Regions from separate parts of the Mus musculus genome. Here region 1 is linked to region 2. A link is a contact called in public HiChIP or PLAC-seq data. All regions are on one chromosome and are shown on one strand. Each heading gives the region's core, a stretch centred on a gene start, on an enhancer-like site or on the middle of the called end of the contact. The rest is flanking DNA. Distances are from core to core; before and after follow the strand shown.

What was found. HiChIP or PLAC-seq counts read pairs in DNA pulled down with a chosen protein or histone mark.
Region 1: an H3K4me3 HiChIP or PLAC-seq map of the SCID.adh cell line shows a contact between it and region 2, with 9 read pairs. The contact joins two enhancer-like sites. A contact is called at or near these places in 4 of 484 Hi-C or Micro-C datasets (CD4 single positive thymocytes, Th17 cells, Th2 cells and 1 more) and 4 of 115 datasets of contacts at active chromatin or transcription factors (CD8 T cells, the SCID.adh cell line, large pre-B cells and 1 more).

What each region holds. Positions count from the first base shown.
Region 1 is chr17:52,442,632-52,446,166 of GRCm38.p6, reverse strand. No RefSeq gene overlaps it. Among named protein-coding and RNA genes, the nearest start is that of Gm41600, 140 kb to the right of the region's middle. Within about 2 kb of position 1,651, at least 3 of the 459 cell types and tissues checked have an H3K27ac peak or open chromatin away from gene starts, as enhancers often do. A contact at or near this core is called in the SCID.adh cell line and double positive thymocytes, where this site is marked.
Region 2 is chr17:52,161,720-52,165,099 of GRCm38.p6, reverse strand. It overlaps Gm19585 (predicted gene, 19585), which reads right to left. Exons shown (of 4, transcript NR_155494.1): 4 at 1,614-2,306. Among named protein-coding and RNA genes, the nearest start is that of Gm19585, 14 kb to the right of the region's middle. Within about 2 kb of position 1,854, at least 81 of the 459 cell types and tissues checked have an H3K27ac peak or open chromatin away from gene starts, as enhancers often do. A contact at or near this core is called in the SCID.adh cell line and double positive thymocytes, where this site is marked.

The sequences.
Region 1 (3,535 bases), core at 402-2,901, 280 kb before region 2:
CTGCGATATTGTTTGCCTTGAGCTTGTACAGATCTTGTTCATAGGGTTCTTTTTCTTAATACATTCATATAGCCCATGCTTTTAATTGGGGAGTTGTCCTTTCATGTTCACAAATACTATTAAACATATTTAAAGATATAACCCTCTCTCTCTCTCTCTTTTTCCTTGATGTAGCTTGTTCTATTCCTTGCCTGCTCATCTTTATGGTTTTGTGGATTATTGCCCAGGGAAGGCCTAACCTCTTTGTGTGTGCCTTACTCATTAGTGGCTTTATATGCTCACATGCCTTCATTATAATAGTGGTTTTCTTTTTCTACTGAGTATAGGGCTCTCTTCAGCAACTTTTATAAAACCTATCTAGTGAGAGTGTAATGATCTTTTCTCAATTTTTGTTATATTAAAAAAGTATTTCTTTTTCATTTCTGGATAGACTGTTGGATATAAATATACTTTATTAATGTTACTTTCTTACCAAATGTGAACTATATCAATTCCATTCCCGCCTTACCTATTAAGTTTCTACTGATAAAATTATTGATGGTTTAGTATGGGTTATGAACCTTGGCACATTGTATTTGCAATATCTTTGTGTTGTACTTTTAATAGCTTAATTTTTAAAAGTCAAGAGAGAGGTTTTTCCTAATCATATCTATTGGGGTTCTGTAGACTTACTTATCCTTGATATCTAAATCTCTCCCACTATTCAGGAAATTTCCAGCTATCATCTCTTTGAATAAAATTTCTATTCCTTTGCTTTCATATTCTCCCTTGCTTACTAAAAGATTAAGATATTTGTTCAATTAAATGTGTTTCAAAAGTCTTGTATACTTTCTTAATTTCTTATTATTTTCTTATCATTGTTGTGGCTCATATTTGGTCTGATAGTGATATTTCAATAAATTTGTGTTGTTTAAAAGAAGATCTCCTCCTCCTCCTCCTCCTCCTCCTCCTCTTCCTCCTCCTCCTTCTCCTCTCTCTCTCTCTCTCTCTCTCTCTCTCTCTCTCTCTCTCTCTCTCTCTCTCTCTTGATTTACTGACCCTGTTACTCAAAATTTTAACTACTTTTTACACTGACAAATTTCCTTTTCAACATTTACGGATTTTTTTCTTGTGTTTTTCTTTCTCAAATAAATTTCTCACCTACACCATGCATTATTTTCTTAACTTTTCTCAAATGTGTTACCCTGAATGTCATAGCATTTTAATAATCATTAAACATTTTATCAGTCATTTCATTAATGTTACTTCTTAAAATTTATGTACTTATTTGTGTGTGTGTCACACATGAGGGATATAGGACACTTCATTTTGAGATTCAGAAGATAACTTTTCTTAAGTAAGTTCTCCCCTTCCATCTTTATATGGGTCTTACAGCTCAAACTCATGTCACCCAGTTTGCACAGTATCTTAGTTCTTAGTTAGGATTTCCATTGTTATGAAGAGGCACCATGACCATGGGACTGGCTTACAGTTTCATATAGATAATGACTTACAGTTCATTATCATCATGGTGGAATCCAGGCATCAGCATAGCAGTATCCAGGCAGACATGGTACTAGAGAAGGAGCTAAAAGTTCTGCATCTCGATCTGACTGCAGGCAGGAGGAACTTTCATCTTCAGGCAGCTGGAAGGAAGCTCTCTTGCACACTGGGTTAAGCCTGAGCATAGGAGAAGATCCCCAAAGCCTACCCCACAGTGGCACACTTCCTCCTACAACGCCATACCTTCTCCAACAAGGTAACACCTGCTAATAGTACCACTCCCTGGGCCAAATATATATTCCCCCTTTGGCTGTAATTCATAATTAAGATTATGGGTGCATTGTCTGTCATTGTATAAGCAAAAAGAATCATTTTCTCTGGAAGCTACACAGTGAGCATACTCTTTTTGTGACTCAAGCAAGTATGGTGTAGGTAACAGTTGGTATATGCAGCTATTTTTATAAATAATGAAACAATACCATTATTTTTGATGGAGGTCCTTTCTGGCATTGGCAAACCAACTCTACTGTTGACAAGGACCTTTGGTATGAGACACAATGGTTTTTGGCAAAGTACACTTGGCTTCATCCAGACAGAGGTACAGACCCACACAGAAGAACCTTGACCATGACATTCACAAACCTGGCATCAGCATGTGCCAACACTCCACCCCCAATGAACTGACAGATGTCATAGGAGATAAATCTTGCAAGGTCTTCACAGGTGACCCTACATCAGTATGAATTCTGAGAATATCTCATCTCTTAAAAGGGTGAAGAACCAGAACAGCCCGGATTAAGGGGTTACAGGCAAGAAAGTTTAAATTGTTTCCTTGGAGATGCTGTGCAGAGTCCAGGTTTGTTCCCTGACGGAACACAAAGGCTCTAGCATCTCTGAGACTTTCCAGGATTTAGAGTCTCCAATGTCTACACTGAAGCAATGTGCTGGACCATTTTACCTACTTTCCTCTGCAGAGAGGAATACCTTCTCTATCTGAGGAGCAGACATAGCAATTACTGGGAACTTAGTTTCTGTTTCTGAGTCATTGCCCCAGGCCTTCAAGTAATGCAAATGTCCAATTTCTCATTTGTTGCATCTTAGTACATCCCAGTGACAACTCACTTTCAGGGTACAACTACCCAGCAGCTCCTTTCCTTCTTTGAGGAAGAAGAGGTCAGTGTAAGCAGTGTCCCTGCATGGCTTTCACAGGAAGTCAAAGGAGGGAAATATTTATGAATATTTATTCAAAAGCGATTTGTCATACTTTGCAAATTATTATTTCTTTTATTGTTATTTTCTCTTTCTTATATTTTATCACAATATTAACATATAATGAAATAATTTATTTTTTTCCGGAATGATCTTATTGGCAATTTCTATGTTAATTATCACCTTCCTTACTGAAAAGAAGCATAACAATATTGTTATATTTTTTAGTTAAAATACCCCCAGTTCTATTCTGATAATTCAATTCTATTCTATTAAGTCTAAACGGGTGCAATATCTTACACCACATTTAATATTAATTAATGCAATTTTATGACTGAATTTGCCTTCTCTTTTTCTCTGTGCTCAAATTACACTACAATAAACACAGCAGAGTAGTCTTAGTTAGTGGAAAGTAAATCACAGAGGCCTCTGAATGATATTCCTATGCGTCTTAACAAATATTTGCTGCTAAAAATACTGAAATTGCTTCAGATCTAGAATTAGGGAAGATGTTTCCCAATCTTTCTCATCACCTCAGTATGTCTGTTTTATAAGCTCATGCGAAACAAAGGGAAGACTTCATGATATATTTCTCAAGCAAAGAGAGGAAGAAACAGGGGAAGGAAGGTGATAACTTTCACATGGGAAAGAGAATACAAGGGGAAGAACCAAATATATTATAAAGAGTCCACATGGATTCTTCATGGACCCAGTGAGGAAGGACAGGAGAGTTTGATAGGTTACAAAGGAAACTGAAGTCCTTCGGTGGAGGTATGCCCCTTCCAAGTTGAAACTACCAGATGGACTTATAAGGGTCTCTGTTGTGGCAGGATATGTAGAACAG
Region 2 (3,380 bases), core at 605-3,104:
ATTTCTCCTTTGTGTTTAAGTGAGTCCTATGATCTGTGTATGCCTCTCCAAAAAAAGTAAATAATAACAAATAAAATTAGCCAGCATAATCTTCTCCTTAAAAAAAAAAAGATAAATAATAACACATAAAAAACGACCAAGATGAAGAGTGTGAGTTGAGATCTCAAAAATAATTCTCTGTTTCCCCCCACCCCCAAACCCCAATTTTAATTTTCTAACATAACAAAATAGAAAACACAAACTAGGCAGTGCCTGGATGCATTAATAGGTCAAGATGGATCACATTTTAAAATGTTATGTTTTGAAAGTTCTCTCTTTCTTACCTTTTATTTGTGTGTGTGTGTGTGTGTGTGTGTGTGTGTGTGTGTGTGTGTGTGTGGTGTTTGCAGGGTATACATTATGTGACAGGGGTATATACAGGGGTGGTATACACACCCACATTAATGGGATCCTCCTCTGGCATCTTCTATTTCTATTCATCTTATTTCTTGATAGAGTCCCTCGGTGAATCTGTGGCTTGCTTGCCATTTTAGACTGGCTGGCCAATAAACCCAAGGATGCACCTGTCTTGGCCCCTGTTGCAACTGGAATTTCAGAGGACTGCCTTTACACCTGACTTTTACACGGGTGCCGGGGACTCGAACTCCTGCCTTCACACTTGCACAGCAGGCACTTACTCCTCCATGCTCCCGGGATGCTAAGTAACTTTGAAGAGCATATTTGAAGTCTATGCCTTGCCACTTTCTCTGGCAGAGGTTTAAGACCACACTAAATGGAAACAGAAAAAGAAATGTTGGAATAGGGAGAAACTAGCCAAGTACATAAAGAATAAAATGTAGAAACAGCAAGTATGGACAAGACCATCTTTGTAGTATAATTCTTTTCTTCCTCCAAAAAAACTTCTGTCATCTCAAATGTGTGCCTATGCCATTGTACTCACTCTTCTCTGTTATTTAATCTGTACAGTAATCACTAGTCTGTTTTTCCTTTTAATATTTTACACTTGGCCCCAGATAGGGAAGAGTGACTGGAACAAAACCGGTTAATACATAGCTTTTTGTGTTCCATTTTTGTAGGTTTTAAAAACTCCAAGGTTGGACACAGAATAAATTAATTCTTTAAAACATTTTACTCTATTCATTTATTTACTGTGTGTGGAGGCATACCACAGTATGCACAATGGAGGACTGTGGACAACCAGAGTGGACCACATGGTGGGAGAAGGGATCAAGATCATGCTGTCAGCTTTGTTAGCAAGTTCTGTTACCCACTGAGCCATCTTGCTGGTCCAGAGTATGTGGTCTTTAACAAATGCATATGGAGGCCTATGAGATGGGTGGCTGAGGTATATAAGATGCTGCTCCAGTCAACCCAGCAATCCTGAAGAGAGTCTGAAGACACTTTCGGTCTTGAGCAGGTCTTCTACTCCAGTTCGGATAAAATGATGCTGAGATACAGAAAGGGGATGAAGTAATCCACAACTCACAATAGGTCACCTGGACATGTATGTCCCAACATGACATCTGTATGTCAATATTTTGTTTTAAGCCTCGAGTAGCCTCAGACTGCTATAAACAGAAGAATAAATGAACATAGAAGTAGACTGGAGGGCTTACATTTATTTGTTTATTTATTTATTTATATCTATTTATTTTACAATCATCTCCCATAGTCTGGCATTTATAAACCCTTAACTACTTATCATCAATCATTTTTGGTCAACTTTGATGTGAGAATGATTTTTATCAAGTGTCCAGGAAACACACCTGGGTAGATCTGCAGAATGGCCCAGAGTATGAGAGGCCATGTAGAAACAGGAAGCCGAACTTCAGTTGAAAGAGTTCATGTTTTCTCTCTGTTCAGATCTCAGACTAAATTTGGCAAGCTGTGAGTGCCCGTGCAAGGGAAGGAAATGCATAACAGAGCAGAGCAACTCATCTTTCATGGCTTTTGGGAAATTATTTGACAGATCCACAGTCATATTATTCTTTAAAAACTCTTTCATGAGGCATTTCCCAAGAAATTCTGATGTTGACTGTGGTGGACTGACGGGTTGTGTTTACGTACTTCTAAGGGACCACAAGTCTACCTGTGTGTGAATGAGCGCCTTCCTAATAAGTAAATGACTCTGCTTTCATGTGTTTAATAATATTTAGACTTCACTTTTTCTTTTTTTTTTCCCCTTATGTTCTCCCAAAGAAGTTTCGGTCTCTCCCATCATGTGTTGTTGTGGTGGTGAGGTTATTTTTCTTGATGAGTCGCACCCACTCACAGTCAACTTGAAGGTCTTTTCCACTGCAGACAGCCTGTGAATGCGCAAAAGGAAGCTGGTTATCTCCACATCAGCAACTCACATCACAGCGTGATCAGAAGTGACATCACTGTGTGGTTTCACTAATGATATTTAAAGGAGATCACTATTTTCAGTTGCTTTTTTAGTCTCAGAAACCTCTGCATCTCCTTCCACTTCGCTGCCCATCTGTCACCCCTCCTCTGTCCCACCAGATTCCTTCTCAGCACTACTCTCCTCTCCATTTCCAGCCTGTGATGACAATGGGTCCTCTCAGGTTTTTCTGGGGTTGTTTTGTTTTGTTTTTTAAAAAAGAGAAAAGTCAAGTCCATTAATACTATTGACTTGGTAACTTTTTTTTCCCAGAATAAGATCTGAGAAGAATTCGAGAAAACCACAGATACTAGAACTGATGAAGACTGTTTCCTGTGAATTTGTGTGGCTTGCTCACCAAGACACCCTCTGCTAGTCTCATTCTTCCTTCTATAAACAATTTCTGCAATTGGCCCTAAAACCCTCTTGGAATGAAGACACAATTCTTACATGCGAACACTTCAATCCAGGTCCAGTTGTAGATCAACAGGACCTACACAGGGAAGCATCTTTGTACAGACATCTCTTAAACAATTGTAGTGAAATGATCTGGTTTGAAATAGGTGTCCAGAAGAAAGTCCTTACCTTTGCGTATGCAGTGGAAACCCTCCGTTTTATGTTTACAGTGATAAAATTTGTATATGTGTGTATGCATGCATGCATGTGTACATATATATATATATATATATATATATATATATATGTATATATTTGTGTTTTGGAGTGCAGGTAAGGAAGGGCTGAAAAGTGATGTGTGGGGGAAAAACAGAAATCACATACACTAACATTCCAATAGAGGAGTTTGTAATGAGCATACAAATGGTAGCAGGATGTGCATTTATTAATATTTTATGGAACTGGGTGCCATGAAATGATATCGGTCTCCACAGCATCATCTTTATAACATGTGAGACCACAAGATTCTCCAGCCATAGTCACTGAGCCTCTTGGGCTCTATCTTCCTCCAGTCTAAAATAGTTTCTTAACCCCATCACAG